Regions from separate parts of the Mus musculus genome. Here all the other regions are linked to region 1. Evidence: chromatin contacts called from public HiChIP or PLAC-seq and promoter capture Hi-C data. All regions are on one chromosome and are shown on one strand. Each heading gives the region's core, a stretch centred on a gene start, on an enhancer-like site or on the middle of the called end of the contact. The rest is flanking DNA. Distances are from core to core; before and after follow the strand shown.

Region 1 (4,579 bases), core at 1,307-3,806:
AATGCCACTGTGAGTAGTGAGGGCGTGGCTTTCTAGGGTCATCATCACTATATACGCAGTTATGCCACACCATCACACGGGTGTGTAAACAGCAGTCTACAGCCCCAGCCCCCAAGAAGTCTTAGCTCATCTTATTACAAACAAGGGAAGGATGTCATTAGTGATGCAGACTAAGAATGGAGAATAATCAATCTTGGGGCTTCAGACTTTTAATAAATTGATTAGTAAAACCGAGTCAAAACGTAGCAAGCCTCACCCAAGAAAATAACCGTGGAGCGCTGCTACAGCTTCACAGCTGAAGCCTGAAGCCTATCAAAATAGCAAGTGCTCCAGGGCCAGCCAGGAGGGCAAGGCCATGGACAAATGCTCTGTCTGTGCCTACTAAATAAGGGTGAGCACATGAAAGAGACAAAACAAAACATAAAACAAACACTCTAAGCCGGGCAATGGCGCGCACCTTCAATCCCAGCACTCAGGAGAGAGGCAAAGGCAGGTAGATCTCTGAGTTCGAGGCCAGCATGGTCTAGAGAGAATTCCAGTACACTCAGTCTCGATCAACCAACCAACCAAACAAACAAACAAAACAAAACAAAACAAAAACCCAACCAATCTAGATGTCATTTGCTTCCAAAAATTCAGTCACCTGCAAAACATTTAAAATAGTTAGAAATACCTGACGGACTTAAGATTTCCATCCCAAGACGCAAGAACCGCAGATACATCATTTGTGTTGGGCTTCAAAACCCTTTGAGGGGAGATTGTGTCTAATTATTGTTATCCCCCCGGGGTCAGCACATTAATCCCTATTCCGTAAATACGGGATGACTGGCCAAGGATTAATCAGTCCTGTAGTGTCCAAAGGCACCCTCAAAGAACATCAAGAAACAAGATGAAGAGGGAGTGGAAGGCTGTGGATTTGGCTCGGCACCAGAGTGCATGCTTGGTGTGTGCATGCATGCTCTAGGCCTGGTGGCACACCTGCGGTCCTGACACCCAGTACATGACACCTGTGTCCTGACACTGGGGGGCAGAGCGTTGGAAGTCTGCCTGAATTGCACAGCGAGACCGGAGGTGGTGGTGGTGGTGGTGGTTGTTGTTGTTGTTGTTGTTGTTGTTGTTGTTGTTGTTGTTCTTCTTCTTCTTCTTCTTCTTCTGTTGTTGTTGTTTAATCCAAAATGACTCCCTTATATAAATGCTCATTCTGTTTTCCAGATAAAACCTCTTGCATTGCCCCCCCCCCCCTACAAAAGAGGATTTGCTTGCTATCCCACTCTGGTAATTAGCTTCTTGCCAATCACTTGTCTTTATTCCTGCCTGGGTCCTACTCAAGTTCTCCATCTTTAGACTCCCACTCTAAAATGCCTTCTTCAGAGAGGACCCCTTAAATGCATCCCAGCCAACCTGACCACCCTACATTCTTGTAGGGCACCCGTTCTTTTACTGGACTAATTTTGCTTTAAGTCTCATTTGTACACCTAAGAGAGAAGCAATATTAATAAAATATACAAAGTGTCCAAAGATACCTCTGAATTCCCCTGTGTGCGCATCCAGGCCAGTTAATACAGTGCATATAGCTGAGGATTATAAGGTATCCACCGAAGGGCAAGGAAGTGTTTAAGGACCAAAATGGAGACAGAAGCTATAGGATCATGACAAGTTCAAGGTCAGCCAGGCCTATATCATGAGTTCCTGGCTAGCCAGAGTTAGAGATCCTGTCTCAACCAATCAGTAACAACAAACAGACCAAGGACAACCGTACTGAGCTCTTAAGTTGCAAAGGCCTGCAAGAGTTAGCTTGTTTCCTCCCGGTTAGTGAAGTGACTGGACTGTACTTTCTTCTTCCCTGACAGAAAGTAGCTAAAAACCAACCACAGTCTCTTTTTTCTGCACTACAGATCTACCTGCCTCTGCCTCACAAGTGCGAGGATTTCTCATGAGCAACCACGCCTGGGTCTGCCTTGCTTCTTAAACCAGCACTGCTTTCTACACATGTGCCTGTTCCTCGCTTCCAGTTTCCAGATTTCTGGGAGGTCCCCGACCTAGAGATGGAAAAGAGAGGCGGGTGCATTTCAGGCCAAGGAGACACTCAAGCCTCTTCCTGTAGATTTGCACCTAACACGTATGCAGCAAATTACAAACACGCTCTCAACCACATACACGTGCACGCCCAGACCCACGGAAGCAGACGCGCATGCCCGTGGGCCCGCGCAAACCTACTTAGTTTTCTCTGTTCTAAATGCCCCGGCTCCAGTCCCACTCGGCCGGGCCTGGCATCCCGATCCCCAGCACCAGGAGCACCGGGAGCACCGCGAAGGCTTTGCAGGTCAGCTCCGGCCTGAGGAAGAGTGTTTCTCCGCAGGGGGGAGGGGAGGGGAGGCCCTGCCCACTCGGGCGGAAGCGGCGCGCGCCGGCCGGGCAGACTTAGCTCTCGTCCTGGGAACATCTGGATAGAGCTGGGAGGGGCAGGCACCCAGGCTGAGCGTGGATTGGCTGAGCGGGAGGAGGGAGGCGGGGTCTGGGCGAGGGGCGGGGCTCATTGGCCCCTTTAAAGCCTTGACATCAAGAGGTGGCTCCGGTACCCCCCTTTTCCTGCACCCCCCTCGCCCTCCCGCCCCCGAGATGCGGCCATGGACCCTGTGGACCAAGCCAGTCGAGCTCAGCACCTGATTTCGGTAAGTTCAGGCCTGTTTGGCATTTAACGGGCTGAGAGGTGGGGGGCCGCACGCCCCGGGTGGGGGCCGCGGAGTGTGGAGTGAAAGGCTCTCGTGGCAGCTTTGGCTGGAAGGGGCAGCGAGCGAGGCTTCCGGCCCACACCTCGACGCCTGCCGGTCCCTCGCGCTGCACTCTCCCAGGAGGGGTCCTGTTGTGACTTTGTCCACCCCCCCACCCCACCCCCTCCCGCCCCCTGCGCCATCCTCGCGCACACTCGGTGGCCCCGGAAGGGAAACTTTCGGGAGTGGGGGGATGTTCCGGTGGCGGGTGTCCCTCCCTCTTTGAAAGCACTGACCTTGCCCCCACTGCGCATCCCACCCTCCCCGTATCCCACGGTCCCGGTAGCGTTTAGCGGTGCTGGGTTGCGGAGGGAGGGGGCTCTCCCCAAAGCGCAGGCGCAGACTGCAGCCCGGGGCACCCCTTCGCACTCCTTCCAGTCCCTGTGGCCCGGGGCTGTAGGGCGTGGGGGAGGCGGGGAAAGGCGGAGTGACCGGGTCTTGGGAACCACCCTGCTGAGGCTCTGAGGGGCTGTGGGAAGAAGGGAACCCGACAACCTGCATGCTGAATAGAGGCTGAGCGAAGGAGATGGGTTGGGCTGGAGTAAGGGACAGGGCAGCCCCGACTGAAAAGGTTTCTGGGTTTGGGCTGGGGTGCTGAAAAGAATGCAGAGAATTTATTTGTGCCTGACATTCCCTTGGTTTAGCAGGCCCAGGAGAGCGGCAGTTGGGACCCCAACTCCCTCTTTTTATATCCTGGGCGGAAGGCCCCTCTTGTCTCTCTAGCCTTGGCGCTGTCCCAAGGGCACAGAAGGCCTTCATCTCCTAAGCCTGGTTTTCCAGAGGGCTCACATGAACCCACCCAGCCTGCCCAACAGCTGCTTTTTAAAGACCGCCTTCCTCAGGAGCTGGAGGTTTTAGGCTTGAAGGCTTCCTTAGGTTTGGAGGCAATCTTTGATTTCCCTCTCCGCCAACTCTCCCGTTCTCCAGTGGGCCCTCCTGCTTAAACACAATTGTCAGCCAGAGGAAGTGGTTGGAGACAGAGGCCGGCAATCAGGACTGGTTTGAGGAACCATGGGGAAGGAGTCTCTCACTATTGTGTGCTCAGGCCTCTGAGGGGAAGTGAGCATTGTACAATTGCTTTGTTGTAGACCCTCTTCAATCTTACAGGACCCCCCCCCCTCCCAATCTGGCCTGAAAACCTGGCTCTCAGATTTTTAAAACCCATCCCTAGTGTGTGAGCAGAGTTCCTTGTATTCCCACATAGATTGTTTGGTTTTGTTTCCAGCACCTGTGGTCTACCTAAGGTGTCTTTGGCTGTACAGTATTCTCCAGCTCTAGCCTTTGGAAGAGTCGGGCTTCAGAGAAGGGATGCACTCCACCACATGGCAGAGAATATTCGTGTATGTGCACTGAGTTGCTGTCAGGATGGCCAGAGTCAAGAGCCCTGGGCCCTGGTCTTGCAGCCTGCGCTGTGACCTTGAGCAAGATGGTTTGCTTCTATTGAGCATAGTTTCCTTCATCTTCAGAGCTCAGCAGTAGGACCAGAAAGATCTAAACCTCCCATACACACACACACATACACACACACACACACACACACACACACACACACACAAACATGCACAGAGGTGGTGACTCGAGGGGTGAGGGGTGAAGGGTCCTCCAGCAGGCTGGCTCTGTTAAGAGAGCTAAACTGCTGGGCTACAGTTTATTAGGGTTAGCATTTTGGATTGAGAAAAACAGAACTTTGTTCCGCCCGTGAATAGGCCTTTTCTGCTCACCCCGGTGCCTTGGGGTATGAACTCCTGCTGGCTCAGGTTCGGCCCACCCATCAAGGTGAGACATCATGACTGGGCCAGTCTTTGAGT
Region 2 (4,579 bases), core at 1,286-3,785, 460 kb after region 1:
ACATGGGATCACAAGGCAGCTTTTCAGGGACACGGGACACGATTATAGGTTGATAAGATAAAACATAGGTCAAGTTGTGTGGAAGCTCTTTCCTGTAAGATTTATTTGGGAGCAGGAGAGATGGCTCAGAGGCTAAGAGCACCAGCTGCTCTTGCAGAGGATATAGAGTACAAATCCCAGCTCCCACACGGTGGCTCACAACCATCCCAACTCCAGTTCCAGGGGATGCAACCCCTCATCAGACAACTGTGGCAACCAGGCAACACATATGGTGTACATACACTCAAACACATAGATAAGTCTTTTTAATAAACGGTTTTAAAGTATTCTCACACAGTAAAAGAATTGTAAGCTTGAGATCCATGCTAATGTTTGCTGCCCCCTACTGGAATCTTTTGGGAGAAAACCCCGAGTCCTGGTTATGCATTCAAATAAAAATAACCCTGCGTGGACAGTTAGCTGATGTTACCTTCTAGTGGACATTTTCCAGAACTCGCCATACTCCGTCTCTCATTTCAGAGATTGGAGGCACGCTTCTGCTCTTCTACGTGGCCTTGGTAACTCCAGGCCCTGGGGGCTCCTCTCAGGCCCCGGTCTCCACAGAGCAACCTGAGGGCACCAGGAAGTGTCTTCTTAGAGGTGTCTTTGGCTCTGACATTCTGAGACACCTGTCGTAACTGCTGAGCCGTCTCTCAGCCCAATATAATCAAATATTTTGTATTCTAAAAGTATAACCTTGGTGGGTTTGAGGTTGGGTTTGTTTGTTTGTTTGTTTGTTTTTTGTTTTTCAAGACAAACTCACTCTGTAGACCAGGCTGGCCCCAAACTCAGAAATTCGTCTGCCTCCCAAGTGCTGGGATTAAAGATGTGCACCACCATGCTGGGCGAGGGTTTTTTTTTTTTTTTTTTTTTTAAGATTTATTTATTGTTATTTATATGAGTACACTGTAGCTGTCTACAGACACACCAGAAGAGGGCATCGGATCCCATTACAGATGGTTGTGAGCCACCATGTGGTTGCTGGGTATTGAACTCAGGACCTCTGGAAGAGCGGTCAGTGCTCTTAACCGCTGAGCCATCTCTCCAGCCCGAAGGGTTATTATTGCTTTTTATACAGTCTCCTATATCCTAGTTGACCTCAAATGATAAATAGATAGATGATAGATAGATAGATAGATAGATAGATAGATAGATAGATAGATAGATAGATGATAGATAGAGGAGGCTGACCTTGAACTACAAATCCTCCTGCCTCCGTAAGTGCTAGAATTGCAGGCATATGCTCCCACATCTGATTTATGTCGTGTTAAGGATCGACCCCCTGGACCTGTTGCCTGCTTGGCAAGCATTCTGTCTGCTGAACTAATGATTCCCATAATTCCCAGCTTTCCTGTTAGCAGTTTTGTTTGCTTGTTTGGTTTTTCAGAAGGCTCTTTTGAAAAATGTGTATGAGTGGGGTGTTGTGTTTTTGTTTTTGTTTTTGTTTTTGTTTTTTCGTGTAAGTTTGTACCACATGCACTTGGTGTCAAAAGAGACCAAGAGAGAGTGTGTCAGATCCCTTGAAACCGGATAGTTACTGATAGTTACGGATAGAAACAGATAGTTACAAGCTGTCATTTGTGCACTTGGAACAGAACTTAAGTCCTCCTTGCTAAGGGCAATAGGTTCTACGAGAACTAGCCGTCTCTCCAAGCTCCCTAGACAAGTTGTTTGTTTTTGTTTCCTTTTCAAAATTGAGTCTCACTAGGTAGCCCTGGCAGACTTGGATCTCTGTAGACCAGCCTGGCCTCGAACTTGGGGATCTGCCCGCCTCTGCCTCTGGGTGTTGGTACTAAAGGCATGCATCACTATTGCCTAGGTTTCCTTGTGAGGATTTTTTAAAAGATTTATTTATTTATTTTATGTATATAAGTACACTGTAGCTGTCTACAGACACACCAGAGGAGGGCATCGGATCCCATTAGAGATGATTGTGAGCCACCATGTGGTTGCTGGGATTTGAACTCAGGACCTCTGGAAGAGCAGTCAGTGCTCTTAACCGCTGAGCCATCTCTCCAGCATCTGAGAATTTTATTTTATTTTATTTAGAAAATTCGTGTCTCAGTTCCTTTTCCTGTGGCTGGGATAAAACAGCAAACAAAGGCAACTTAGCAGAGGAGAAAGGGTTTATTGTTTCCTGTGGTTCGCGGTTCTGTAGAGGGCACGAGGTCCTTGTGTTCACTGAAAAGTACTGGAACAGATACTGTCAGCCTTCCTGAGGCTGCAGCCCTTTAACACAGTCCCTCATGTTGTGATGACCCCCAACCATAAAGCTATTTCATTGCTACTTCATATCGGCAACTTTGCTGCTCGGAATGATAAATGTCTCATATGCACATTATCTGAGATTCGACCCCCACCCCCACCTCCACCCCCACTTGAGAGGCCAGGGAAGGTAAACACTCGGGGAAGAGATGAGATTATAACCTACCTCTTCTCCACCCAGGAGGCTGGGAATGGGTGTGGTTAGTAGCCAGGGTGACCTCTGTCCTATATGGCTGAGAACACACTGGATCTTTCCCAGGCCCTTCAGATGACACTGTAGTCTATCTATAGAACCCGTCTTCAGGGAAGAGGTGACATGTACTTTGGAAAGAGTTTTGATGTCATTGTTCACACAGCTTTTATTGTACACACAGGATTGTGTTACACCGGGAAACTTTTTTCCAGTTTGTACTGTACTTAAATGTGCCTAAAATAAACTTCCCGGTGTCCAGAGTCTTTGAAGTTTGGACCAACCAGACTTTCTTCTTGGCTCACGGAGACAGACACTCTGCCAGCTTGTGTGTGCAGAGACCCCGCACAACCGTCCATCTTATCAGGGAAGTCCAGACATCAGCAGCTTAAAACAGAGGTCCCTTTGCCTCCACAGCCAGGAAAAGCAATGGATACAAGCTGCTGCCCAATCCCCCTCTCCAGTTACACAGTCCAGGATCCACCAGGGAATGAATGGGCCCCGCTGCACACACAATGGATCCGGCCTCAAGGCAACCGAGAGAATCTTCCAGAGGCATACCACCAAGGGTGCCCATCTTTGTTGTCTATCAAGCTGACAATTAGCATTAACATCACAATGAGGATTGTTTATTGGTTTGCTGTGATACAAAGAATGTGTTTTATCAAACCCTCAGAAAGTAAGTTTGGGCTCTTTTCCATTTCTCTTATTTTTCTATTTGAGACAGGGTCACACTCTCTAGACAAGGCTGACCTAGAATTCACTATGTAGCTAAGGATGGCCTTGAACTCTTACACCTCCTGAGTGCTAGGATTGCAACTATGTCACCATCATACTTGGCTTAGGTGGTGCTGGGGCTCAAACTCAGGACTTCCTGCATGTTAGGCGAACACTCTACCCACTGAGCCACACCACGGCCCCCCACCAGAGTCCTTACAAGTTGCCTTCTCTGAGCTGAGCAGCATTTTGGACCCTGTACCTTTTCATTAGGGATTTACACATGCCGTACTAACTACGGTCTCTGTAGACAGGTATGCCTTGAGCTTGAGAACTTCCTACTCCTACTGTAACAGGGCTGCGGGTCTTAGCACAACTGACTCCGTACCATTCAGGCTGTAGAACTCAGCACTTAGACAGCACCACCTGCCAAAACTAAAACAAAGACCTAATCCATCAACGTCCATAGCTCTGGGAAAGTCTCTAAATGTACTAAGCTTGCTTTTTGGCTTCTGTAGTTCTGCTCCTGGCTAATTGTTCTTGTTTACCGAAGGATGTCGATCCAGGACATGGTTTTTGTGCTTAAAAGCTTACCTGAGAAAGGCTTAGTGCTACGGTGGGATTTGAACACCCAGTATAGTCTCTGCCAGCTAATAAAGACTTTCTATTGGCTTACATCCCTGTCTCACCGGTCTTCTCTGGTGGATGCCCCCACGATACTGCCTCAGCCTCCCTAGTAGCTGTGATCAGAAGCCTGTCCCACCAGGCCTGGCTCTTGCCAGCTCCATTCTGGAAAGCAACCACAGATCATCAGCTCCCACCTCTAAGATTTCACGGTTCCTTTCCAACCAGATGGCATTTGGCTTTGCTCTGATCAGCCCCAAACTGGGAGCTTCCTCACAAGGACTGAAATGACGCCTCTGTTTTTACTCCACAATGCAGCATTTTGAAAAGCCTTCTTCTTCAAACCTTTCCTGTAATCAAGAATCATGCCTGGGGCTGAGGAGCTGGGTCAGCGGTTAAGAGCGCTAGACGCTCTTCTAGAGGACCTGGGTTTGACACCCACCACCCACGTGGCGGCTCACAACTGCCTGTAACTCCAGTTCTGCGGGTCCTGACACGTGAATAAATAATTAATAGTTTTTCGAGACAGGGTTTCTCTGTGTAGCCCTGGCTGTCCTGGAACTCACTCTGGAGACCAGGCTGGCCTCGAACTCAGAAATCCGCCTGCCTCTGCCTCCCGAGTGCTGGGATTAAAGCGTGTGCCACCACGCCCGGTAATAAATATGTTTAAAATTCCTCTCCACCTGGAGCCAGAGCTCGGGGATTTGAGACTTCCTGGGCCTGTGAGGTGGATCTAGGTTGGAA
Region 3 (4,579 bases), core at 1,002-3,501, 400 kb after region 1:
GCCATCTTGACGTTAAGGAGCTCCTGGTACTCTCGCAGGTGCCTCGCCATCTCTTCCTTCAGCTGTCGAAGCTCTTCCTCCAGCCGTGCTGCGCCTGCTTGGTACCCTCCAGCCTCCAGGGCGAACTGCTCTTCCAGCTCCCGCAGCTGTCTGAGCAGCGCCTCATTCTGGGGAAGGGGAAGAAGATGCGGGCAGTCGGAAGGGTTTTCAGCATCCATCCACTGCCGCCCCCCCCCCCCGCCCCCAGACAGCCTCACAGTGCTCACCGTGCCTCGCAGCCCATCCACCTCGCACATCAGACTCTGGATCTGACGTCGAGACTCGTTCATCTCTTGCTTGGCCTGGCGTAGGGCCTCATGGTTGCGGTTGGCGGCGTCCGACAGGTCAGCATACTGCGCGGTAGCAGACAAGCCCGGCTGGGATGCGCACCGCCATTCCCAGTGCCTCCCCACCCTTGGTCCCCCAGGGTTCCCCCAATGCTCTCGCACTTTCGACTTATACCACTCCTCTGCCTCCTGCAGATTCTTTGCCGCGATGTTCTCGTACTGTGCACGGATGTCCCTCAGCGCCGCCGTCAGCTCTGGCTTCACTGTTGCCTCTACCTCCACCTGCTGCACCTGCTGGCTCTCTACGCTCACCTGCAGGTCTCGAAGTTCCTACGGGACAGGAAAGGCGGGGGTTGTGAATAGAACATTAATTAATTAATTAATTAATTAATTAATTAATTAATTAAAAAGCTCCCCTTTTTCTTGAACAGAAGGGGGTGCTAGGGAGTGCACCCCCTCTGAATTCTGAGACCTGAGCCCAAGTTGCCCTTAAGCCAGTTGTCAGGTTCAGGGTGTAGTTACCCCTATCGCCAACAGGTGGCGCATGGGTGGGAGTCAAAAACACCTGTAAAGGGTGGGGTTGTCATCACAACGCATCCCTGTTGTCTGCGCAGCTTCAGCGAGGTCTCTCCCAAGCCTTCCCAGACACCCCGACCACCCACCTCTTCGTGTAGCTTCTTGAGGAACTCAATTTCATCCATCAGAGACTCAATCTTGCGCTCCAGTTCTAGGCGGGACAGAGTGGCGTCGTCCACGTCCTTCGCGAACGGGAATAGGGGATCAATAGGAGGGCTCCTCAGGCCAGGGAAGGGCCAGGTCTTCCCTGTCTGTCTCGGAAGCACGGAGTGGCCTCCCTTAACCCACCGATGCCACCCTGGAGACGCAGCTGGGGGTGCAGCTGGGGTGTTGGGACTCGACGTGACCCCTCACTCACCTTACGGAAGAGCACCAGGTTGTGCTCCGCATCCTCCCGCTTGCGGGTTTCTTCTTCTAACCTGACAGGCAGAGTGGGAAGATGCTGAACTGCGGGGTGACCTCCCAGACCTCGTGCCACATCCAGCACCCCGCCCCCATCTGCTTATGCAGCTGTCCTGGATCTAAAAGGAGGGATTCAGTCTGCCCGTCTAACGGACTAGGAACAGAGAAGGGAGTCCCCTTAATGTCTGGTCACTTCCGCTAGGCTCTCGGAGCAAAGTGCAGGGAGGGGGCTGGCTTGGATGCTGCAGGCTCGCCCTGGGGTTGGCCAGCCCGGCCACGCCCTAGGGCTGTTGGATCTGGAGGGGAAGGCAGGGGGAGCGAAGGGAGCGTCTGGCAGGCCCGGTCCTGCCCTCTGACCTCTGCTTGAGCGCCGCTAGGTCCTCCGCCAGCCCGTCCCGCTCCACCTGCACCCGGTCGCGCTCCCGGCCCAGCAGCTCCAGTTCGCGCCGCAGCTCGCGCAGCTCCTGCTGGCAAAGCTGGTCGGCGCGCGCCGGCTCCTGGCCCCGCGCCTGGCTCAGCTCCCCGCGCAGGGCTGCGTTCTGCTGCTCCAAGAAGCGCACCTTCTCGATGAAGTTGGCGAAGCGGTCGTTGAGCTCCTGTAACTCTTGCTTCTCGTTGCTCCGAGTGGCCAGGAACTCTTGGTTGAGGGCCTCGGCCATGGAGAAATCGAGGCGCTCCGAGGGCAAGCGCAGTGCCCCCGCTCGAGGGGCACGGAAGCTGCCCAGCCGCGCCGAGGAGCTCGGGGACCCCGAGCCCAGCAGGCGGCTGCTGGAGAAGCGAGAGCTGGACGAGTAGGAGAAAGCCCCGGGGGACAGTGAGGGCGGCGGCCCAAAGGTCCGGCGGTACGAGGTGGAGCTGATGCTGGACCGCAGGCCCGACGAGTGATGATGGCTCATGCTGGCGGAAGATGGCATTCAGCGCTTGGCAGAACTAGGCCGGGTGGCAAGGAGCTGCAGACCGATGCGGGGCGGCTTTATAGCCCTGCGGTCTCCGGGGAGGGGGGGTGGGGGGCCACGACAGCTCCTCCCACTGGCCTGACTTCAGCCTTGGGCTGTGTGGGGAGGGGGATGCCCCACCCTGCAGAGAGAGGACACCACCCCTTCCCTCTCCTGGTTGCTGGCACCCTGCCTGCTTGATTCCCCCTTGTTGCTGGCTGAGATCCGGGATGTGATGGAGGTGGGCTAAGGTCTACCTTAGAGCATGCATCCAACGCTGGAGCCTAGAATGGGAGGACATGGCTTGACCTGGGGTGCCCTCTCAGAAGAGGGGGTAAAAATTAGGGAATATGAGGACCTGAGGAAAAGGGCAAGTTTTGAGCAATGAGAAGTGGGGTAGGTGGAGGGAGAGCTAACCTGGCCTAAGCCAGGGAATTCGTGCCTCCTCCTGTCTCCTGAAACTGGGGTTCTCCTTTCACCTGTTGTCAACTGCCCCCCATCATTGGCCACAACCGAGGGCTGAGGCAGAGGGAGCTGGGGAAGAGCTTATCTCTGCCTACTCCCCAGGGCACGGTAAAGGGCTGGTGATTGGCGCCAGCTCTGCAGCTAATGGACTGACCAGCTCTCCCACCCCCACCCCCGCCCTTGGACCAGCAGAAGTTGCATGGTGATGTTTCCATCTTAAAGACACAGCCCCCAAACTCGGACGTAACACCCACCCCAACAAGAGTGGGCACCTCACAGGGTGCTGAGGATGTCGGGGTTCCAAGGGTCTGTGCCATGAAAGGGCCTGTGAGGTGCCCACTCTTGTTGGGGCTGAGTGGGCCTGTGGTACACTTTCAGCCTTTACTGGATTGGTGCCCCCTCCACACCATCTGCTGGGCAGTCACGGGCCTTACGGGAACCAGAGGAATTCCTGAAGTAGGAAGGGGAGGGGGGTGGGGGATAGCAGCTGCCAGGGCTGAAAGACATATAGACTAGTAGGCACCAGTCTCCAGTGCAGAGGAGATGCAGGTACCCAGACATGGTGCAGATAAAGGGAGATGAGATGGGAGAGATACCCAGCCACTACAGCCTGTTAGAGAGAGAAGTCCTCCGACAGGTCCACAGATAACTTGCCCAATACTCACTGAGCCAGCTTTGTAGAGGCTACAAATATGCATGTGTGCACAGACATGACAGGAATACACAGCTACACCCCTTAACAGCGCCCCCACACCCCAGTTAGCAGAAAGGCTGGTGTCTGACCTTTGTGTGACACACTACTTCCAGAATGCAGCACAGGCAGTCCCAGGAGTGGACAGAGGCCGTCTGGATTCTCTGCAGGAGAAAGGATGCTGAAGCCCTTTGGGTTTGCTGAGAGCCATGTGTCTGCTACCACTGGGGACCCTGGGACTCTCAAACAGGATGAGTCTACCTCAGTTGGGTCCTGAGAAAGAGACGGGTGTAAGAGAAGAAGGCTTGGGGTTCTAGGCTGGATGCCTGACTGGGATAAGGAGGATGGCTCCCTGCAGACTGCAGAGCAGAGAACTCCCCCACCTTCCGTGTGTCCTCCGAGATGGGTCAGAGCCAACGCCCAGTGCTGGCTTGCATCCCTAGGCTTCCGTTCCTCTCCAGGCCCCGCCTTCCTTCCAGGCTATTAGTCTCTCCCAGCTCGGCTGCCAGGTCCTGCTCTTTGATGGATCTAGTTTGGTTGCTAGGGGGATGAGAAAAGGGGGGTTGGGGAAGGGAGAACAAGGCGAATAAACCAGAGCCTGCCACACCCCAGTTGTTGCAGTGGAGAGAGGTACCTTTCGTCAGACCTGGGCTGGGGTGGGGGGCTGGTGGGTCAGAGGTGAGTATGTAGAAGAAGCCTTGGCGCCTTGGCGCTTTCAGGGCTCTGAACAATTGCTGCCTTTGGTCTGGAGCTGCACCCAGGCCAGTTCTTAGAGCAAATGATGATCCCAGAGGGCTGGAGCCCAGTCCCCAAGAGCCTGAGCCTCTTCGCACAGGGAGCTGGTGGCAGAGCTGAGCCTCTGAAGACAGCTGAAGTAGAGGCTGGGCAGAACAGGGGAGGTTCTGGCACTAGGGCGTTGCAGATGAAGTTTCTGTCCTCCTCTGCCCCTTTTGCTTAAGCCCCTAGCTCACTCCCAGGAGGTCTTAGAAGAGAGGGGACCAGAAAACTTCATAGGAGGGCTCTGCTCCTGTGGCCTGAGGAAGGCCAGCCTGTGGGGGGACACAGCAAGGCAAAGCAGAGAAGGTTTCACTCCTAGTGGTGAGGAGCCAGGCTGGGGAGCTCTTGGAGGAGAAAGACAGAGGAGAAAAAGCCACAGGTAAGATTGCCATAACTGCCACCCTTTC
Region 4 (4,579 bases), core at 1,534-4,033, 370 kb after region 1:
AAGAGCTGGACAGAGAGGCCTTCTGCTGAATGGAGAGAGAAGAATGTGGGAAGAGGGAAGAGGGGTGTCAGGACTTGGGGTGGATGAGGCCTGAGGCTCTGCAGGGGAGACTGGTGTGAACCGGGGCCTTGCTCTCTCTGATCCATCCATCATGCAGCCTGGGGGAGCAGATATGGCATTAGACATGCACAGGGCCGACATGGCCCTCAGCCCCCCGAGGAAGACAAATGGTGACAAAGACCTTGAATAAAATTTGTATTTATGGAGGAGGAGCCCTTCCCCCACTGGCTGCCAATCCAATCCCTTCTCTACCAATCCTTACAGGCAGGTTGGGCCCTCGGCCCATCCCCAGCCCCAGCCCCAGCCCCAGCCCCAGCCCCAGCCCCAGCCCAGCCCCAGCCCAGCCCAGCCCCTTCTTTCTCCAGATTGAGAATGAAGAGATGGGGGAATCCAAGGAAGGTGTGCAGGAAATGAGAGATGAAGAAATCACCTTCGACCCGACAACTATGCCCTGGTGGGCATGCCTTGTGCCCTCCACATTCCACACTCTTGGTTGTCCCTGCTCTCAGAGGCCTCTGCTGCTGCCTCCTGCCAGGCCTCCAAAGATCCTAGATCCTTCAGTGTTCACCCTCGCTCTCCCAGCTTCTGACCCTCTATCCCCTGAGAAGAGGCAGCTACTGGCGTTCCCTGTGCATGCTGCCTGCCCAGAGCCAGTATTCCTTCCTGGTCGCTCTGAAAGCAGGCATAGTCACCTTTACAGGCCATAGTCACCTAATACCTAATCCATATTTGAATCTTGTTACTATGCACAGTCAACCAAACATCCATTATCTGGGGCCTGATTTTTCTAGATTTTTCTCTAGTTAATAAACAGTTGGGGAGGCCAAAAGGAGCCCAGACTGGGGCCGATGAAGACTGGTCTGGGGCAAGACAGAGGCTGTACCAGTCTGGGCAGAGCAAGTGAGATTAGCTTTCTGACTTTCTCACCAGGCTCCATGGGCTTCAGTCCTCAGACAGGATAGCTGGCTTCTGTGGGTCCTGGATTTCAGTACTAAGACAGAGACATACAAACACCCTCTTCAAGCAGCCTCACATGGGTACACAAAGACAGCCCACAATCCACAGTCCTACTCACCCAGGGACAGCAAGGCCAGGATCGTATGGCCCATCCCACCACACACCCAGTATCCAGCACTGTCACAAAACACAGACCCATAGCCTACCGCTCCGCTTGCAGAGCTGCCCCGCCCCCGCGTCTTCTTCACAGTTGATATGTCACATTGGAGTCCGAACACGGACCTGGGTGTCTCTCTGCAGCGCGCCATTTACATTTCTCTCTCGATCTGTCAACCTGTCTGGGCTCCCTTCTCTCTCTCTCTGTCTCTGTCTCTCCCTCTCCCGCTCTGGGGCCGTCTGTCAGTCTCTTTTCGAAGCTTTGTCTCTCTGTCTCTGTTTCTGTCTCTGATTTCTCGGCTGTCCGTTTCCTGCTCATTCCCTAGTTTCTCTCTCTCTCTCTCTCTCTCTCTCTCCTTTCATTTCTCTCTGCTGCTTCTGCTGCTATGTGCTATGAGACACCCCCCCCCCCAAATTCATAGAGGCCAGGGTGGGAATGACAGATTTGCCTTTTCCCAGACTGGTCAACAAGTACCGATTGAGCCCTTTGCCATGTTCTGTATTTGGTTGGGGGCACCGAGGGACGTGTGATGGCGAATTGCTATTTATTTCTGTTTTCTGTTTGTTATATATGAGTCCCCCTTGCCCCTTGTTTAGCTCTGCATTCCCCCTCTGAGGTTTTATACGTATATTGTAGCCTGACCCCTGTTTACCCCATCACTGTGTTTATCTTCCTTTAAGCGCTGAGAATACCAAACTCCAGCTACAGGGTGAAAGTGAGGATACATACGGTGAGGGCTGAGAATCGCTGCAGAGCCCTGGGAGCAGGCAGGGAACCTGGAGGCCCGGGGCTCGGCGGAGAGGTGGGGGGAGATGGCGCGGCCTGCCCCGCCCCCGTGCTTCCCGCTCTGGGCGCCAGGGGTCGCTCCGCCTGCGGCCGCTTATAGTGGCTCCTGCCGCGCAGCGACTCACACCACCCGCACTGCTGCCAGGGAGGAAGGTTAGGGACGCAGAGAGGGAGAGCGCTTGCTGGAGAGGGACGCCTGGCTAGGGCTCTGATGAGGGCTGCGGCCACCGCGGCCGTAGGAGGCAGGTAGTGCTTTCCACGAGCTAGAGTGCAAAATCTCTGACGAGGTCGCGTCCAGAGAGAGCCCCCCACCTCACCTCCCGCGCCAGCTCAGAGCCTGGGACGTCGGGAGAGCGGGGAGAGGTCCCCGGTCTAGCCGGGAGAAATCAGCGAGGGGAGCCCGGGACCAGGCACAGCTGTCCGCAAGAAAGCAACTGTCTGGAGAGGTGGCATCTTAGACCTGTGAGAAACCAGCCGTCCAAGAAGCTGCAGGTTTCAGGCGCCCTGAATCATTAGAACTGCACCCGAGGGTAATATCAGACTGTAGGTTCTGAACCCTCAAGGGCTGTCCTTGGCCCAGCTCACGGGGAGATCGCCACCCTGACAGGCGGTTTGGGGAACAGCACTGCTGTCACAGAAGGAATTCGCCGCGGCAAGGTGGTCCGGCACAGCCGTCGGGAGATCCAGACCGGGGCCCGAGCCCGCGGAGAGCCCCGGGCCCCCGCCACCATTGCGCCCAAAAGTGAGGAGGATTTGCTGGCCCTGGCCGCGTCACGGCTGAGCCGCCGCAAGCGGGTGGCGGGCGCAGCCGTCGGGGTGGCCATGGTGCTGCTGCTGCTGGTAGCCATCCCGCTACTGGTGCACAGCTCTCGCGGACCAACACACTATGAGATGCTAGGTCGCTGTCGCATGGTGTGTGACCCCCACGCATCCCGAGGCCAAGGCCCCGACGGCGCGCCCGCCTCGGTGCCTTCCTTACCTCCAGGTGCCAAGGGAGAGGTGGGGCGGCGAGGGAAGGCAGGCCTGCGGGGGCCACCAGGACCCCCAGGTCCCAGAGGGCCCCCTGGAGAGCCAGGCAGGCCAGGACCCCCAGGTCCTCCTGGCCCAGGCCCTGGAGGGGCAGCGCCCCCTGCCGGCTATGTACCCCGAATTGCCTTCTACGCGGGTCTAAGGCGGCCTCACGAGGGTTATGAAGTGTTGCGCTTTGACGACGTGGTGACCAACGTGGGCAACGCTTACGAGGCAGCCAGCGGCAAGTTCACCTGCCCCATGCCAGGAGTCTATTTCTTCGCTTACCATGTGCTCATGCGAGGCGGTGACGGTACCAGCATGTGGGCCGATCTGATGAAGAACGGACAGGTGAGGTTGCCCCTCTACTTAGCCCCAGATCCTGCTAATGACTTCCTAAAACTCCCCGCGCTCAGCTCACAATCCAGCTTCTCCCCTGAAACACTATCAGGGTATCCAAGACTGGCAAGGTTACCAAACTTCTAATGTCACTCAATTTAGTCAAAGAGGAGGAATTGGGGGGGGGGGCGTCTGGAAAAGAAAATCACCTGACAGGACAGTAGGCTGAGGTCAGAGCTAGAACTCAGGACTCAAAGGCCCCAACCTCCACGCTCCAACCTCCGACTGTAGCCTGCCAAATCAAATGTCCGTGGCACCTTCCCCAGCCCATAGCTTCTTCTTTCTTTCTTCCTTGAGCTGCCCTCTCTATTGGGGTGGTCTTCCCAGTCAGTGGGTTTCCTGGCCCTGGCATGGAACAAGCTATTAGAGAACCTGGTTTCAGGGAATGGAATGGGATCTCTTGTTTTGGGTAGTGGCAGTCTCCCCCCAGGGGAAGTCATTCAGCTTGAATTTTCAAAGAGAAGTGAAAGGGGGTGGAGGGGAGAAAACACTAACTGGCCTCTCTACTAGATCTTATTTGTTTATCCCCAGGACCTGGAGCCAAACCTAGACCAAGCTTTCCTCCCAGTTAATACTGATTGTGTAGGCAGATGTGGACAAGGGTCTCTGGCTCCAGGGGCTATATAAGTGGTGGGGTAAACCAGATTGGATTTGGAAAAGCTAGGAGACAATGGACAGGAAGAAGGGAGGCCTGGTCTTTGGGGCCTAAGCCCACCCTGGGAACCTCTCAGATTCCTCTAGGTGTTGCCCCAGTGGGGAGTCAAAAAGCATTGCCACCTAAGATTTGAGGGGATAGCACCCCCAAAGACCCACATATTTGAACAAGCAAGATGCCATAGGGCTGAGTGGAGAGAGCTGCCTGTACTCTGCAGGATGAAGAAGGTTTGGACTGAACAGTGACCTTTGAATGTTCCATGGGAGGGGTGGGGCCCTGGTGCATCAGGCCTACTGCTCAGGATCCCTTAAGCCTTAAGCCTTGAGCCCTGCTAGATTGCTGAAAAGCTCTCGGACCCCAAGAGGACACCGCCCAGCCCACCTTCTGCTTCAGTTTCGGGGTCTGTTCCTAGCAAGCCTTCCCACCGGAGGGTGAGGAAAGGGAGTTGCCAGGCTATGCAAGTCTTTATGGGGTTGATAGTGTTTGCAAGGGAGTGAGTGTCCACAGGATCCAAGTGTCTCTGTGACCGTGGAATGCCAGAGTGTGAGCAGAGCTTG
Region 5 (4,579 bases), core at 931-3,430, 270 kb before region 1:
CTGCAGCCTGGCGCCTGGCACTGCGCAGCTGGAGGTAACGGTAGGCTCGTACACTGCAGAGGTAACCCCCATACACAGTGAGGAGCATCATCGAGGCAGAGAAGGTCTTGTAGCCGATATCGGCTAGCTGCTTGGCAGATGGCATGTCTTCCCCTACAAAGACAGATTGGAGTTGGTCTGCAGGATAGGCCTCTCCTCCTTCCCGGAGAGCCATTCCTTATTTTCATCTTCACGGATGCATCCTATGCTGGTGACTCCTGTGTGGCTGCTCTTAAAAGAGTTAAGCATGGGGCTGGTGAGATGGCTCAGTGGGTAAGAGCACCCGACTGCTCTTCCGAAGGTCCGAAGTTCAAATCCCAGCAACCACATGGTGGCTCACAACCACCCGTAATGAGATCTGATGCCCTCTTCTGGAGTGTCTGAAGACAGCTACAGTGTACTTACATATAATAAATAAATAAATCTTTAAAAAAAAAAAAAAAAAAAAAAAAAAAAGAGTTAAGCATGGCAGTTTCAGAGCTCTGACTCAAAACATCTACACCCGAGGTACAGAAGGCCGGAAACAGGTGTATATGATGCGATGCCATCAGAGCTAACACAGGCTCTCCTTATTTGTGCTTAAAAAGTGACCAGCCGGGGCTGGAGAGATGGCTCAGTGGTTAAGAGCACTGACTGCTCTTCCAGAGGTCTTGAGTTCAATTCCCAGCAACCACATGGTGGCTCACAACCATCTGTCATGGGATCCAATGCCCTCTTCTGGTGTGTCTGAAGACAGCTATAGTGTATTCATATACATAAAATCCAGAAATAAATCTCTTTAAAAAAAAAAAGTGACCAGCCCACCCAGACTATACTAGGAATCAAACCTGGGTCCTCTGGAAGAACAGCAAGGCTCTTAACTGCTGAGCCATCTCTCCAGCCTCAGAACCATATTTTAATCAGGCTACTTATTGTGGTAGTGAAATTCTCCCGAGAGAGGACCTGAAGATAGACTTGAGGATGTGTGTGTCTGGGGGATCCTGCCTGTAGAGTGCCAGAGTCACTTCGCCCTGGTGAAAAGCTAATTTCACCTTGTTCACTGATAGAGAAGATTTGAGTATGATTTAAAGTGGGATGTAACTCAGTGTAGCAGGCACAAAGCCAGAGGTTCAGTCCCCAGAACTGCATTAAACAGAGCATGTGGTATATGCTGGAAATCCCAGCACTCAGGATGTGGACATGAGACCCTGTCAAAAACAAAAAACAAAAAAACGGGGGGGGGGTGTGAAACAAAAAGAAGCAAATCCGAGATAACCTCAAAAACAAACAATAAAACCCTGAAGTTAGAAGCCCAGATACAAGGATTAACTTTGGAAATAAAAGAAACTCTTGAGACTGGCAGAAGGTTTTCATCTGATGGGCATCCTTTACAAAACAAATAAGGATCAAAGCCCTAAAACCACCCCAGCTTCTGTCATTTAGCCCTCTTTGGAGAGACTTGGTGTCCGCAGAAAACAACTTCTGACTAACGGAGCCCAGAAAGGTAAGCTATGAACCCCATATTCTGTAGGATCAGAGAAGGTGGTGAGGACCTCAGAGAAATAAGTGGCTTTGAGGGACCGTGAGGAGCTTTGGGGTTGAGGCGAGCAGTTTCAGAAGGGAGGACAGCCAGGCCGCAGTCACACCAGGAAGGCGGTCGGACTATGACAGCCGGGGAGCCAGCAGGGGCTAGCACAGCGCAGGGACTAGGAGCCGCGCGCTCTCAAGGGCACAGGCCGAGGACGCGCGGTGCGGGACACAGGGGAGCGGAGGGGAGCGCGGTGCGGGGCACAGGGGACAGCAGGGACTCGGAACGGGGAGCAGGGGAACAGCGTGAAAAGCGGCGACACGGGGAGCAGGGGGCGCGGTGCGCCGAGCAGGAGAGCGTGGGGGGAGGGCGAGTGCGCTTGGCCGTCCGGCCCGCGGCCTACCTGGAGGCTGCAACTCGGCCGCGTCAGAGCGATGCCTGCTCAGTCTGCCACTCGCAGAGTCGCGCGGCCGCCGCAGGGCAGGAAGAGGCAGTCACCAACGCGCAGCTCCTCAGCCACTGGTGCTCAGCCCCGCTCCGGACCCGACACCCCCTGCGAAAACTCGCCCACTAAAGCGAGAGCCAGCCTTGAACTTCCGGCTTCTACCTCTCTCTTACGCACGCTCAGTCTAGCCTTCCTCTCGGAAAGGCCCATTGAATTCTGGGGGGTGTGGTTCTGGTCCATCAAGAGCGCTCCTTGGAAAACGGGAAAAATTTTAGCTCAGAATTAGCCAATCCGCAGTCTAAGTTCAGTGACGTAAACTGTAGCTAGGTAGATCCTCGGAATTCTCCAGCGATGGGCCTAGCGCCCCCTACCGCCTGGAGCGGCCCTTTACAGGGTGATCCGGAGGAACCGACCTTAGCTGGACCAGCACTAGTGAGGCCACAGAATGGGTGTAGGGGGTGAGTCGGGGGATGGGAGGGTGACTCGCTAATATTTCTGCCTTGTGCGCGACCTCCTCGTAGGCAGGCAACGTGACAGACCCTGTAAGAAGCGCTGGGAAGACTGGCTGACAGCTTGGGTGGAAGAGGGGATACGAAGCACAAAAGGGGACGGGGGTGGGGTGGGGGGGTGGAGGTGGGGGCTGTGAGCAGAGTGGACGCCAATGCCGATTGATGCCCGAGTGTGGCTGCTATTAAACAAGGATGATTTTTTCCACTTCTTGTCTTACATTGAGTAAAACATGCATGCAGTGATACATGACCCCACACACTGCCACATAAACTCCCCCAACTCTTCCAGTTTCTGGAAAAACCACACTTTATTGGGTAGACAAGTGGCCTGACAGAAGACCTCAGATTCACAGTTGACTGACTGAGCAAACATAGGTTAAGGTGTTGGAATCTGTCTGCATCCCGCCCCAGTCTCCCGGGGAACAGCTCTGAATTGAGTCATGCGTGGGAGGGTTCCAGCCCAGTCGGGATCGATGACAGGGCCCCCCCTCTTCCCCTTACCCGACAGCTCTGACCTTCACTAAGACGGAATTCTTAAAGGCTAGGAGCAGAGAGGGACCTGGCACCTTAATGTGTTAGTTTAATATCAAGCTGGCCAGAGCCACGGTGTCCCAGTTGCTGCCACACAGGAAATGGAGACCCCTGGTGGAGAGAGAAACCTCCAGCTATTTATAGCTAGCGCTCCAGGCTGCTGATCTGTGACATTCTCTTGCTGCCACCCAACTTTGGAACAGGGCCAGTGCAAAGCAGTCTCCCATCCCCCTCTGATCTCCCTCACCCCAGGGCAGGCAGTTTTCAATTGTCCTTCCCTCGAGTTCCCCAGCTCCTGAGGTGTGTGGGTCCGATCTCGCGAGGACCTTGTTCTGTTCCGAGGACAGCTGGCCTTGGACTAGGACCCACCAACCCTTGTGGAAACCTACTGAACCTTTGAGCTGCTCCTTAGTTCTAAGCCTACAGATGCCGGGTGGCCTTCCAGGCTGGGTGAGAACGACTTGGGCAAAAGGAAAGGGCAGAGTCAAGAATATGGGCTGACAGCCCTGAGGACGATAAACTATAAATCCTACATTCTGTTAGACGTGAAGTTGGTGGTGACTGCAGAGAGAAGCGGCCTTGTGGGGAGGACCCTGAGAAGAAAGGTCAGCAGTAGGAGGGGCTGGCCGGGGCCGGAGCTCCTGACTGGGGAGGTGGACAAATAGGAAGGTCAGGGGAGCCTGAGCCATCTGAGCCTGCTGTGAAAAGAGTGTAGCTCTGTCAGCAGATTAGATTCCTGCTCCCCAAAGAGGGTGCTGGCAGCTGGGTGCAGGCAAGGGAAAGCTGGGAAAGGTCACACAGGGTGGGGAGGCCCTGACAAAGCTCCAGGAACCAGGAAGTCTCTGGGAAGAATGGAGCGCCCCAGGGCCAGAGATGCCTGTGGAGAGCAACTCTTGTGCCAGAGTAGCCTGGGGGAGGGGGAAGTAGAGGCTTCTGAGGAAGCAAGTGTTGCTAGGAGAAGTTAGAGTGGGGTTGTTTGAGAGCTTTGTATTTTGTTAGCAAACAGTGAGATCGTTGATGTTGTGTGGGGCCTGGCAGAGGTCGGCCAAAGGGTCTCTGGGGTCTGTGTCAGCTCAGGCATCCAGACCCTTCCCTTGGCAGCCTTTGCCCCATCTTTCCTGTGGCTGAAGTGCTTCTTCAGTCACTTAATGGGACTTGGGACCGGTTCCCAGTGTGTGTGAGGCAGCAACCGGCAGCCCTTGACTTGGCGCCTTCCCTTCCCCCAACCCCACCCCTGGAGCAGGCACCACTGGGGCTTAGTTCTACACTTCCCAGAGGACAGCAAGGAAGTGTGGATTCTGTGGCGAGCATCTCTAGGTGTGTAGCTGAGCCCCGCAGCCTCCTGTCCTCAGGGTCCTTCAGAGAGGACTCTGCTAGATGGGGAGTCCTGGAGACAGTCCTGATGACGGGTGTCACGTGCTTCCTTCCGCTTGTCTCCGTTGGGGCAAAGGGGCTGCCTGTCCTGGGCCCTGGCCCCATTCACATGTGTTCCGGGTGGTTCTGCAGACAGCGGATGAATTCGCCCACTGGCTGGCCCTCATAGCACAC

Evidence for each region. HiChIP or PLAC-seq counts read pairs in DNA pulled down with a chosen protein or histone mark. Capture Hi-C pulls out chosen DNA fragments and counts their contacts.
Region 2: an HNF4G HiChIP or PLAC-seq map of pancreatic cancer cells shows a contact between it and region 1. The contact joins the enhancer-like site here to the promoter of Nckap5l in region 1. A contact is called at or near these places in 3 of 39 promoter capture datasets (hippocampal neurons, liver and pre-B cells) and 2 of 115 datasets of contacts at active chromatin or transcription factors (embryonic stem cells and pancreatic cancer cells).
Region 3: a contact with region 1 is called in a FOXA1 HiChIP or PLAC-seq map of pancreatic cancer cells. The contact joins the promoter of Prph here to the promoter of Nckap5l in region 1. A contact is called at or near these places in 3 of 39 promoter capture datasets (hippocampal neurons, liver and pre-B cells), 1 of 15 datasets of contacts at CTCF or cohesin (embryonic stem cells) and 3 of 115 datasets of contacts at active chromatin or transcription factors (embryonic stem cells, pancreatic cancer cells and stem cell-derived neural progenitor cells).
Region 4: a contact with region 1 is called in a promoter capture Hi-C map of liver. The contact joins the promoter of C1ql4 here to the promoter of Nckap5l in region 1. A contact is called at or near these places in 2 of 39 promoter capture datasets (hippocampal neurons and pre-B cells), 1 of 115 datasets of contacts at active chromatin or transcription factors (stem cell-derived neural progenitor cells) and 1 of 9 other capture datasets (liver).
Region 5: a promoter capture Hi-C map of adipose tissue shows a contact between it and region 1. The contact joins the promoter of Cox14 here to the promoter of Nckap5l in region 1. A contact is called at or near these places in 5 of 115 datasets of contacts at active chromatin or transcription factors (bone marrow-derived macrophages, embryonic fibroblasts, embryonic stem cells and 2 more) and 2 of 9 other capture datasets (adipose tissue and pancreatic islet).

The regions. Positions count from the first base shown.
Region 1 is chr15:99,455,725-99,460,303 of GRCm38.p6, reverse strand. It overlaps Nckap5l (NCK-associated protein 5-like), which reads left to right and starts at 2,556. Exons shown (of 13, transcript NM_001001884.1): 1 at 2,556-2,672.
Region 2 is chr15:98,996,512-99,001,090 of GRCm38.p6, reverse strand. No RefSeq gene overlaps it. Among named protein-coding and RNA genes, the nearest start is that of 4930578M01Rik, 13 kb to the right of the region's middle. Within about 2 kb of position 2,535, at least 33 of the 459 cell types and tissues checked have an H3K27ac peak or open chromatin away from gene starts, as enhancers often do. A contact at or near this core is called in pancreatic cancer cells, where this site is marked.
Region 3 is chr15:99,052,846-99,057,424 of GRCm38.p6, reverse strand. Prph (peripherin) reads right to left here and starts at 2,251. Exons shown (of 8, transcript NM_013639.2): 1 at 1,662-2,251; 2 at 1,261-1,321; 3 at 989-1,084; 4 at 267-656; 5 at 1-167. The coding sequence starts at 2,218.
Region 4 is chr15:99,085,932-99,090,510 of GRCm38.p6, reverse strand. It overlaps C1ql4 (complement component 1, q subcomponent-like 4), which reads left to right and starts at 2,783. Exons shown (of 2, transcript NM_001024702.1): 1 at 2,783-3,319. The coding sequence starts at 2,783.
Region 5 is chr15:99,723,219-99,727,797 of GRCm38.p6, reverse strand. It overlaps Cox14 (cytochrome c oxidase assembly protein 14), which reads right to left and starts at 2,180. Exons shown (of 2, transcript NM_183256.3): 1 at 1,950-2,180; 2 at 1-153. The coding sequence starts at 145. It overlaps Gpd1 (glycerol-3-phosphate dehydrogenase 1 (soluble)), which reads right to left. Exons shown (of 8, transcript NM_010271.3): 8 at 2,784-4,579. The coding sequence ends at 4,511. It overlaps Gm16537 (predicted gene 16537), which reads left to right and starts at 3,324. Exons shown (of 3, transcript NR_155353.1): 1 at 3,324-3,481.